Linked DNA regions of Gossypium hirsutum: region 2 is linked to region 1. The links are chromatin contacts, called in public Hi-C maps. All regions are on one chromosome and are shown on one strand. The core of a region is the stretch at or near the end of the contact, and the rest is flanking DNA. Distances in the headings are between cores, read along the strand shown.

What was found. A called contact is a pair of places that touch in the nucleus more often than the background predicts.
Region 2: a contact with region 1 is called in a Hi-C map of leaf, with 2.0 times the contacts expected there. The contact joins the promoter of LOC107962463 here to the promoter of LOC107962469 in region 1. A contact is called at or near these places in 2 of 34 Hi-C or Micro-C datasets (hypocotyl and leaf).

Annotation. Positions count from the first base shown.
Region 1 is chrA06:6,251,591-6,256,845 of Gossypium_hirsutum_v2.1, reverse strand. It overlaps LOC107962469 (protein Daple), which reads left to right and starts at 1,406. Exons shown (of 12, transcript XM_041114982.1): 1 at 1,406-1,819; 2 at 2,272-2,360; 3 at 2,812-2,959; 4 at 4,140-4,340; 5 at 4,544-4,666; 6 at 4,886-4,923; 7 at 5,000-5,129. The coding sequence starts at 2,882.
Region 2 is chrA06:6,458,038-6,464,112 of Gossypium_hirsutum_v2.1, reverse strand. It overlaps LOC107962463 (transcription factor TGA7), which reads right to left and starts at 2,765. Exons shown (of 10, transcript XM_016898870.2): 1 at 2,525-2,765; 2 at 1,790-1,843; 3 at 1,475-1,630; 4 at 1,304-1,375; 5 at 1,138-1,197; 6 at 971-1,048; 7 at 796-856; 8 at 268-539. The coding sequence starts at 1,627. LOC107963227 reads right to left here. Exons shown (of 2, transcript XM_016899793.1): 2 at 5,943-6,075. The coding sequence ends at 5,943.

The DNA of each region.
Region 1 (5,255 bases), core at 157-2,656:
AACTTTTAGTAGAAATAGTGTTGAGAATTGGATTAGTGATCGAATTGATCAAATTATCGATTTGTTTATTAGATAAATTTTAATTAAAAATATTAAAGTATTATAAAAGTAAAATAAAAAATTTTTGATTCAATTGATTCAATCGATTTCTATTTCAACTGGTTTAGCCAGTCGATTTAGTTTGACTCAAACATCAGTGAAGTTTTGAGTAAAAAATAGAACTTGAAAATTTAATTATTGTCGATTAAATCATAATTAAAAAGTGATAAAATTATTGTATTAAAGTCATCCATACATGATTCTATCCTTAATGATTTCTACCTTTTTAACTTTGTTTTATAAAATAAAGGGATAATTAAATGCTAAAATTATTGATAGATTTTAATTTAATGTGTAATGTTATATATGAACTTCAATTTTGTGCGATTTTAAACATGTAATTTTAATTAGATTTATTTTTTCACAAATCACTAATAACATTATTAAATTATTACCACTTTAAAATAATATATTACATACATAAACAATTATATTCATCCAGTATGAAAATGAGTGTATGTATTCATTTTTTTAAATGTGTACAATTGAATAAAAATCAAAGTTTCATATATACACATGTACCACAATTTAAATTTCATGTGTATAATTACACTAAATCAAACTTTATGTATCAAATTGTATATTAAATCAAAATTTATATATAAAATTAATATTTATAGAAAAAAAGGGGAAAACTAAATTAGTGTTGAGCTACAAGGCAAAACGTGTGAAGCTACATATGTAAAATTAAAAGATTAAGATGGCTATAAGATGCATTTTTATCTCATTTTTGGCTTAATTGTAGCTATATTTGAATCCAAATATATATTTTATCGTTGTTTTTAATCTCATCACTACAATATTCAATTTTATTGTCATTGTTGTTTTTAATATCACTGAAGCTAAACGCACCACCTATTCAAATTAAGCTTAAATATTTTTTTATTATTCTTAAATGCAAAATTTAATATAAAGTCAAGTTATAATTTGGGAAAGTTTCAAAATACTTATAAGAAGGAAATAAAAAAAAACAAATATTTAAAAAGGGAAAAATATAAATTCCCAACCATATTGAATTATTCAAGGTGGTCCAATGGGGGAAGAATAGTGAGACTTCAATTCAAGGCATCAAATTGAATGGAATTATTAATGGTCCAGCTGTATCTTAAATGGCAATCACTCATTGGTTATTCAATTGCTAATCCCTCTAATAATATTAATAAAAACTTTATACTTATTAAAGATTATTTAATTATGTCACTGAGCACTAATTAATTTGATTATTAGATCATAATAAATAATTAGCAAACAAGCTTTGGCGGGATGTCGCTTTTCTTACACTAATGCAAATCAAAGCCCTTGTTTTCGAAATCTGAAAACTCCTATTTTACCTGTAAATAAAACCTCCATTTCACCTAATGAATTCTCTTCTTAACCTTAAACATTTTTATTATTTGCTTTGCAAAAAAACCCAACATTTTCTCCTTATTTACGCCAACTACAACACACACACTCTCTCCCAAAAATCCCACCCAACAAAAAGTTTTCAACTTACAAAACACCCACACATCACCAAAAACAACTCATCAATTTCAAAAGAATTGTTTTTTTTAAATAAAAAAACACAACCCTTTCCCTGTCTCTTTCAAATTTTGATTTTTTTTTTGGTGGGTTTTTAGTTTCCTCTTATTCATTGTAATTAGTATGAAAAATGGAACCTTCCCTGTAAAGATTTATCTGCTATTTCTTCCAGCTTAAGCACCTACCGATCCGCTACTGGGTACCTAACTTCATTGCTACACGCCATTATTTTATTGATTTTGTTTTTCTTTAGTGTTTAAATGGATTTTAAATGTTAATTTTTTTTACTCCATGTGCATTTATTGACGTCTTCTCACTTGGGTCGGGTCAGTTTTTTTTCTTTTACTGTGACAAATCTGGGTTCTTTTGTTTTTCTTTGATGTTTTCTTTAAAGGAAAGAAAAATAGTGGTATTTTGAGATTTTGTTATAGGTGCTATTCTTTTTTCTTATTTTGGGTGTGGCATTTGGTTTTGGATTCTCTTTTACTCTATTTCTTTTTCCTTTTGTGTCAGTCTTTCTGAAGCTGGACATTTGCATCTTTGTTTCTTTTCAAGTGTGTGAAGTGCCATTTTCTCTTCTTTGCTTCTTTTGTCTTTCTTTTTAGCTTAAAAAATTTGAAATTCACCGTCTTCTATTTCTCAATAAAAAAGGGTTTGGATCCGAGAATTTGAAGCCAGCATTTTGAAGTTTGCTTCTGGGGTTTTGCATTTTTGGAAAATTTTGCCTTCCTTTCAACAAGGTATGGTCGGGATTAGCGATTTTCTCTAATTTGGTTTTTAGTTCAAATATCCTCTTTACACGTTTTTGGATCTTGTGTTGGTTTCTGAAGAAATGGTGAAGTCAATCTCAGTAGATCAGATCATTGAAATAAGCAGAGTTTAAGTCTCCCTCCCCCAACCCCTCCAGATTTTAGCTCGGGATTTAGTTTAATTTGGGTTTCTGTTTACTAAACATAAACCTTGGTCTGAATGGACCTTTTATGTAGTTGGGGGGTTAAAAAAAAAAATCCTTCTGTTTGCTCTTACATTGTTTTCTCCTAATTATGTTACTGTCTTGGTGAGGTACACTTCCTCAAGGGGTTTTAATCCTTGCAGTAGGCTCTGGATTCCAAACACGATATACTTGCACTTGAACTAGTTTTAACTGCTCTCAGCTGTCTATATGGAAATGATGGTCCTTTTTGGTTGCAGGGGCAGTTTAATCAAAGGGGGAGGGGGATTGGTATGTCAATAGAGCTGGTGATTAATTGATTTGCTGGTAATGTCGAGGATCCCTAAGTGGAAGATCGAGAAGACAAAAATAAAAGTTGTATTTCGGTTACAATTCCATGCTACACATGTAAGTCGCACTTTGCATTTGTGGAAATTTCTGGCATTGTCTTTTCCATTTGAAGTTAATGTCTTATTGAACTCGTTAGACACAAGATCATATTATAAGTCGATCAATTGGCATGGTAGAAATTATTTAACAATGAATGTGAACCAAATTGTACTATGTAGCTTATTAAGGTGAATCAAGACATCAATGACATGCATTGATTGTATAATTTCAGTTATAATGTATTAATTTTCGAAGATGCTCACATAGATTGTGATTTTATCTTTTATCTTACCTCTATCATGCGATTACTATTTCATGTAAATTGCTTGCATTTGTTGGAAGTATGTATTTTCAATGCAAAAGTATTACTTTCGAGTCTTTGGCTCGTGTATGTAGTTAGAGAGTTTTAGGCCAACCTTTTCTGCACTTAAAACAATTTATTCCGTTTCCCAAGGAAAAACTAGATCAGGAAGTTTACAAAAATGGGTGTAGATTGTTTGATGCTCAAGAGTTTTAGAAGGTCAACTGCTCAAGAGATTAATTTTTTATGCAGTAGTGTGTTTAGTCTTTTCCAGAACCTGTTGCTTGACTGCAGATTGCATACTGTAACGTATAAAGTAACCACCTATGGGTTCAGTATCATCATATCTATGAGATTGTCAATTGTTTTGCTCCCGCAATTGTCACATAATGATCCATGTCAAAAGATGTGACAAGATTTTATGTTGACGGTCACAAGATTTTACCATGGAAGCAATTCACCCATTGCGACAACTTATGGAGAGGTTTAGAGGGTCAAAGCAAGATTTATGTATGATTTTTATTGATTTAAAGAAATCTGTTGTAAAGTATTGAGGGCCATTCTTTGGTAGGTTTTGAACAAGAAGGGAGTTCCTCAATGTACAAAATATGTATGAGGGTGTAGTCATGGATGTAAGAACTTTTGGTGGATTGACAGATGAGTTTCTAATCATGATAGGGGTGCAACAAGGATCAATGTCGAGCCATTTTCTCTTTGCCATAGTAGTGAAGAGATGATCAACTAGACTTCAGTTTCTAATCATGAGTTCATACTCTTTATTTCAGTAATCTATTTGTGATTGTCCATCTTTCATCACTGGAAAGCATAAATTGATGCATCCTTCATCTTGATTGCTGCAATGACCACATGCTATGTATAATCTTCTGAAAAATTCAGATTCCACAAAGTGGATGGGATAAACTGTATATATCCTTCATTCCTGCTGATTCTGGTAAAGCAACTGCAAAGACAACCAAAGCAAATGTGAGAAATGGAACTTGCAAATGGGCTGATCCAATCTATGAGACCACGAGGCTTCTCCAAGACATCAAAACTAAACAATTTGATGAGAAACTCTATAAGCTTGTTGTGGCAATGGTAAGATTGTAGTCCTTACACTCCAATTGCAAAACTTAACCACAAAGACAGACACTCTTAGTATGACCTAAACGTGAATTGCGAATTTCCCAGATCTATAGACAGTTTATTCCGAACCTCTAATTGCAGCAGAACAGCTCTTTGTTTTCCGTCTCATTTCAACTGAGTTTAACTGTCTTTCTCCTTAATCTATTTGGCATCAGGGTTCCTCTCGGTCTGGCCTTCTTGGCGAGGCTACGATCAACCTTGCTGATTATGCTGATGCCTCAAAACCTTCTGTTGTTCCTCTGCCACTTATTGGCTGCGATTCTGGAGCTATATTACATGTAAGGACTTTTGGAATTTTCAAAACATTCATGGTGTATTTTTTTAATTGCTTGTTGGATTTCTTGGGTCATGCATATGGGTAGATGCTAAAATATTTTTGTGTAGCTTCCTCTAAAATGTGTGTGGAACTCTTTACTAATTGTTGTTGAAGTTTTTTTCCTGTTACTAGAGACTTTATTTTGTTTTTGTGCCTAAATAATATTTATATTCAATGACAGGTTACAGTACAACTGCTAACCTCTAAAACTGGTTTCAGGTATTTATTGCAAACATTTAAACTTATTGCTTCAGCTAATTTCAAACTGCTTATCTGTAACTATGCTTGGTCTCAGGGAGTTTGAACAGCAACGGGAACTTAGGGAGAGGGGATTGCAGGTTGGGTCAGACCAGAATGGTTCTGATCAGTCTTCTTCTGGAAAAGTATCAGTTTCTGAGGATATCGTCAACAGTAATACGGTTAAGGTTAAGTCTTTTATTTCTTTTGGATTCCTAGATATTAACATGTGTTCTATATTGTAGTTAAGGTTCTTTGCTCTTGTTTCATACTTTCTTTTTGAGCTTTTTGCACATAAACTTACAAATGCACAT
Region 2 (6,075 bases), core at 1,516-4,015, 210 kb before region 1:
AATTTTCTTTCTGATGCATAGCTATCGATCTCGGTAGGTAGCTCACATATCGGAAGAATTACTCATTGCAGAGAAAGCCAAGAAGCTATTGGTATGGCCTAACCTTATTCAGCTGCCAGGAACATTGACATTCCTATTTATGCAATGACAATTATCTATGCAACAATACGATACTAAACTCGCTAAACGATAATGAACAATCAAACATGCTCAACAATGTTCAGAAATAGAGGGATGAATGGCATAATTAGTGGAAAAATGAGTTACGTTCAAGAGTTCTGATGGACGGAATCCTCCAATCCAGTGGAAAAAACGCTCGGCTGTAGTTCTCCAAATGCCTGAGATCAAATAGAAGACGTCTGCCTTTGCAGCATCGGCTTTAATGTGGAACAAATTGCAATAGTGGTTCAAGCTATTTTCTACCAGAATGCGGAGCTCTATATCAGTAATGTGTGCTTGGAGAGCACTTCTAAGTTCACAAATCTTTTTATTTTGCTCTTCAACCCAGTTCCCATATTCCATCTCAAAAGCAGTAATACCTGTAAAGTTCAAATTAAACTATTCTAAAGAAGAAACCAATATGTAGGCACTCAATATTTACACGCGTGATATACAAATAGAAACCTTTGATCCAGCAAACAGAAAAATATATCTAGTTTCTTGAAAGCTATATCGAACAAATCTCTCCCATATAAAGAAAAAAATATTACTGCAAATTAAGATGTTGGGAAGCAAAATGTATTCTGTGAATCTACAAAGAAAATAATGATAACAGAATCAGATTAGGTCACAAACCAGCATTTGCAGCTGCAGACAGTCCAAAATAACCAGTAGATGCACTGCTTATGTATAACCCCTGCATCAAGGCAATGCCTAATTGATATGATTTTTCTTGGAAAATAAAGAATTCCTTATTGAAAAAAAGTGAAAACATACAAGGAGAAAAGGGGGGAGAGAGTTTTCACTTCACCTGCTGCCTAGCTCTTTCGAGTTCTTGCTCCAATTGAGCTAGTTTCAAATGACTCGATTCTAATTGTTGAACATAAGCCTATAACATTGAATTAAATCATAAATGGTCCATAAAGTGAAATAACTCCCATAAGCAGATATGTCATATAGAATGCATTTTTTGTCTACCTTTTTCCGCAGACGACTTTTGCGAGCAGCTTCACGATTTTGTGCCAGACGTCTCTGTATCTGCATGTATTATGTGTCTTTTAACAAAAGATAAATACAATTGGAAATAGTAAGAGGGAACAAGCAGGTCTAGATTATAAAACAGCTAATAATGCAACTTAATCACCTTATCTGTTGGCTTATTTGTTTCTTGATCACTTCTGGAAGGTTCGGTTTTCTCGGAAGATATATATTCGGCCTATGATTTAAATCACAACAATTTAATTATAGCCTGCAACTGGAAGAAAAAAGAAGCTCAAGCCTCCTACCAAATAAACAAAACTGAATGCAACTTCACCTTGTTTTCTAGCCTAACATCCACTTGTAAAACTGTCGATGATCCTGTTTTTGGACTGTCTTCACCGTTGAAGGTGTCTCCCCACTTGTTTATCTGCTGGAATTGCTCATATATTGCCATCCTTCTAGTAAGTTCAGTTGACAGAGAGCTCATACTCTATCAAACAACAGCAACAGAATAAAAAACAGATCAACACTGATTATAAGAATGCATAACAAAGAAACTAAATGGAACTTGGACTTCCTAAAGTAGCAATCAAATCTTGGACAAGGACAAAGTGTCCAGGTTTCAACAATGCTCACACGTTTTCCTTACCTCTGTCTAAGGGTAAATCTCCATGGCTTGTAAAAGATACAGTCATACAAAAGGCTGAAAAGGAACGCACAACAAAAATCAGCTCATGTATTAGCAAAAGTGGGCTAGAAGTCTCAAGAACTACCAACCAAAAACATCAATGGTGAGTGATATGTTGAAAGGGACAGGCAATTTTTGTTTTTCTTTATAGGGAACAGAAGTGGAACTTAATCAATGGAGATTTGTTAAGAGCATCCCTTCTTTCCTAGTACTCAATACATATAACGTTGTCATATTAAGGTTTCATGTTTTCTTCAAAGGCAATGAAATCTGTAAACTGGCATTATTGCCTTTCTAGAGCCAAAACAAGGAATCAAAGCCATTAAAATATAAACCTAGTTTCTCAATAACATTGCCGACAGAGAAATCTATGTGCAGAGAGTCAACTTCATCAACTGATAACCATATACAGAGAGTCAAGTAAACATATCATGAACTGAAAATACAAGGAACTCAACTTTTACATTCAACTCATGCTCTTAAATTGCTACAAAATTACAATCATCCACCAAGTAAAAACAAAAGAAGTTCCTACTTAATCACCATATATTACCAAGAATCAAAAAATAAGAACATGATCAGGAAAAAACTCGAACACCATCCAGTATATATACCAAAACCACTTAAAATTTTCATTTTTTCTCATAAACCCAAACCACAAAAAGATTGAAATTTGGAAAAACTTCACTAACAAACCTTATAGAACAACTGAACTTCCCAAAACTTGAAGTTCTTCAATAAAAAAAGAAAAAGAAAAAGAAAAAAAGAAGCCCAAATGAACACTCAAAAGCTCATCACTCTTTGAAAGCAAACAAAGAATCAAAATCAACCCAAAGACAGAAACAAAGAAAAAGGAAAAAAAAATGTGAAATTTTTTATTCTCTCAATCGCTACAGTCAAAGGTTAACGTCTGAGTGTTCCCACTTAAAGCAGCAAAAATATAAAGTAAAGAAAAACGGGAAAATGCTAAAAAGAAATGCGCACAACTTTTTATCCTACGCACCCCACACTGCCTTAACCTACGTCACTTATTACATCAGTTTACGTCACCCTTTAACGACCATTGCTGACGTCATTTCCTGGGGAAAATAGTAAGGAACATTCACCCCCAGGAGCATTTTCTGATTGTCGTCCGTTGAGGTCCCACGTGGTGGAAAATGATTGGATGGTGAGTTCAGTTGTTGGTGAAGATAGCAGACAACCAGTCAAGTCTTTTTGTAGACTTCCTTTCTCATTTCCATTTTTCCAATAATAAATTTCTATTTTTTAGAAACCAATGGAAGTTTCTCTTCACTGCAAGTTATTTGACTCAGTAAAAATAACATTCAATAAATAATAAAATTTAAGGTTTAAAATTAAGTTATCATAATAAAATATAAAATATGTATGATATTAATATAAAAAATTAAATTAAATTATGAGTAAAATAAAATTTACACACATAAATACATCAAGTAAATAATGCTAGTATCGAGTTGACTAGTGCATTTTTAGTTGAATGATAAATTTAAAGTTTTACTAATTCAATTTAGGCCATTTCAAATGTGACAATATATATTTTTAATTAGTTTTTGTTAAAATAAAAAAAAGACTAAAATACCCTTAAATAGTTTAACTTATTTTAATTACAGAAAAATATTTTTGTACTTTTCTAACCGTGTTGGTGACCTAGTTGAGGGTGACACCAACTCAGTAAAACACTTAATAGATAGTGAGTATAAATATGTACAATTGATGGAGATAATATGTAACACCCCAAACCCGACCTAGACGTTATGGCCAAATCTGGTGATATCACATGTAAGGGATTTTGAAAACGGTGCTAACTCGATAAAGCCTTAAACTTTAAAAAACTTTCAATTGCTTTCTTTTAATTCAAAGCATATTTTCATTTGACCGACTTATCTTAAATCATGTCATTTTAGCTGAAGTTTTAGGAAAATGATCGTGTTTAAGAAAAACAGTTCGTTTGCGTAAATACCATTGTTTAACAAAACGATTTTAACAAAACAATTAAAACGTTAAATCATCCAGAAATAATCAATTAAAAACCGAAACAATTCAGAAAGTTCTGAGAAATTACAACCCTCAAGTAAATCCTAAACTTTAAATAGCTAGAATACTTAAACATAAATAAAGTTTACGATAAAGTGGCCAACGTTGAGTCCGCTGCTGCACCGATCCGCCTAAGTCTGTGGGTTACCTGTACAGGCAAACAGAAAAAGGGTGAGTTTACGTAAACTTAGTGTGTAACCCAACAAAGTTAAGCATGTATACATACAGAATATCACAAATCAAACAGATTTACAATCGGGCCAAAGCCCGTTTCAGGTACAGATACAGTTACAGACATGCTATCAGATAACAGAATCCTACCCCCAGCCTCTGCACACCATCTCCGACCATCTTTACACATCATATGGGGTTTAAAACACTCACCCAGCCCTACACACCACGCTGTACTAATGCGACTAATATCAGATATAATACAGTTGTGCTGCTAGATTATAAGCATAATCTGTCTTTCAGAATATTTCCTCCATCATATATATCACCCCACCCCAATCACATTAGCAGACATGCATACACTTTAACTAACAATTCATGCTTCTATAAATAGGTAACAGATAACAAACATAGGCATGCTCATAACAGTACATCAGTCTAACAGGACATATAGGTTTAGGGTTTAGTAAGCCTTTACCGACCCTGCGGTAGGTCCACAGTACGACCCTACGAAAAATTTTAGTATAATGGGCCCACATGCCCGTGTGGGCCTACACTCTCAGATTGGCTTTGCCCGTGTGGACCACACGACCTGGCCTAGATATCACAAGCCCGTGTGGGCCTACACGCCTAATTTGGCGTAGCCCATGTGGCCTACACAGCCACATACTGGCCATCACATGGTCGTGTCCTACACACGCTTGGCCTTCATCGATCACACGGCTATGTTGACGCACACGGCCTACCACACAGGTGACCACACGCCCGTGTGGAGTCGACAGTAGCCTTTTTGGACTTTTTCTGAAAGCTCGATTTCTATGTTTCAGGTACACACCTAGCATCAATTTGATGTGAAACCACTCCCGAGCCTTCCAAAACCTATAAACAAAGTATCCAACCTCGATTTAGTAACTTGCTTTAACGAATTCACTACTCGAATCAATACAAAACCGACTTACCCCCAATGACAAACCACCAAAAGCGCACTAAACCAAAGAGGTGCAATTCCCTGCCCCACAATCTACTTCTAACTGGAATTAACACTAATCGATTACTATAAATTGCCATTGCTCAAAAGTCGAAACCAGCAATCACAGGAGCACAAAATTCACTTACCATCCAATTTAAAAACCTACAAACCATGACACAATCCAACGATAAAACCACCAGCAAAATCAGAAAGGAAGCAGAACGAAAAAAGTTTTACTGGAAGAGAAAAATGCTAAAACCCAGCAAGAAAGTTAAAAAGAATGTTAGATTGAAAATTTAGAAGATGAGAGAGAAAATTTTAAAAAAAATAAAGATAATAGAAATAAATAAAATAAAAATCTAAAAAAAATATGATCACATCCCTTTATTTTCTCCTTCAAACCCACTATTCAACAACTTCCACAAAATTTCGGTTCAACTAGAACTCTCACCAATAACAGAGCAAAAATAAACTCCCACGCTCGCGCAGGGAGTCGAACACAAGACCTCCAACACACCAACCCTTTACTACTTGAACCAGCAGGCTTTTTCTAGTATGGGATTACAGACAATTAAATATAAGCCCGCTGATCAAAAGTAAAGCTTAATTCCAAAAGTAACAAAATTTGCCCAAGCTAGGGCTTGACCTTTGGACCTCACACACACCTAGAACACTTAACCACTGAAGCAGATACAGACTTGTGGCACATTTTCACAAAAAGAAGAAATAATAACTTTGGGGCGTCACAACTCTACCCCTTTAAAAGAAATTTTGACCTCGAACTTTACCTGATCAGAACAGATGAAGATACTGTTGTCGCATCGAGTCTTCAGGTTCCTAAGTGGCCTCCTCAGTGCTATGATTTCGCCACAGAACCTTTACTAAAGAAATGGACTTCCTCCTCAGAACCTTAACGTCTCACTCCAGAATCTGAATTGACTTTTCCTCAAAGGTCAAATCCGGCCTAACCTCGATATCCTCAACAACGACTATGTGAGATAGATCAGATCGGTACCGCCTCAACATTGAGACGTGAAACACATCATGAATA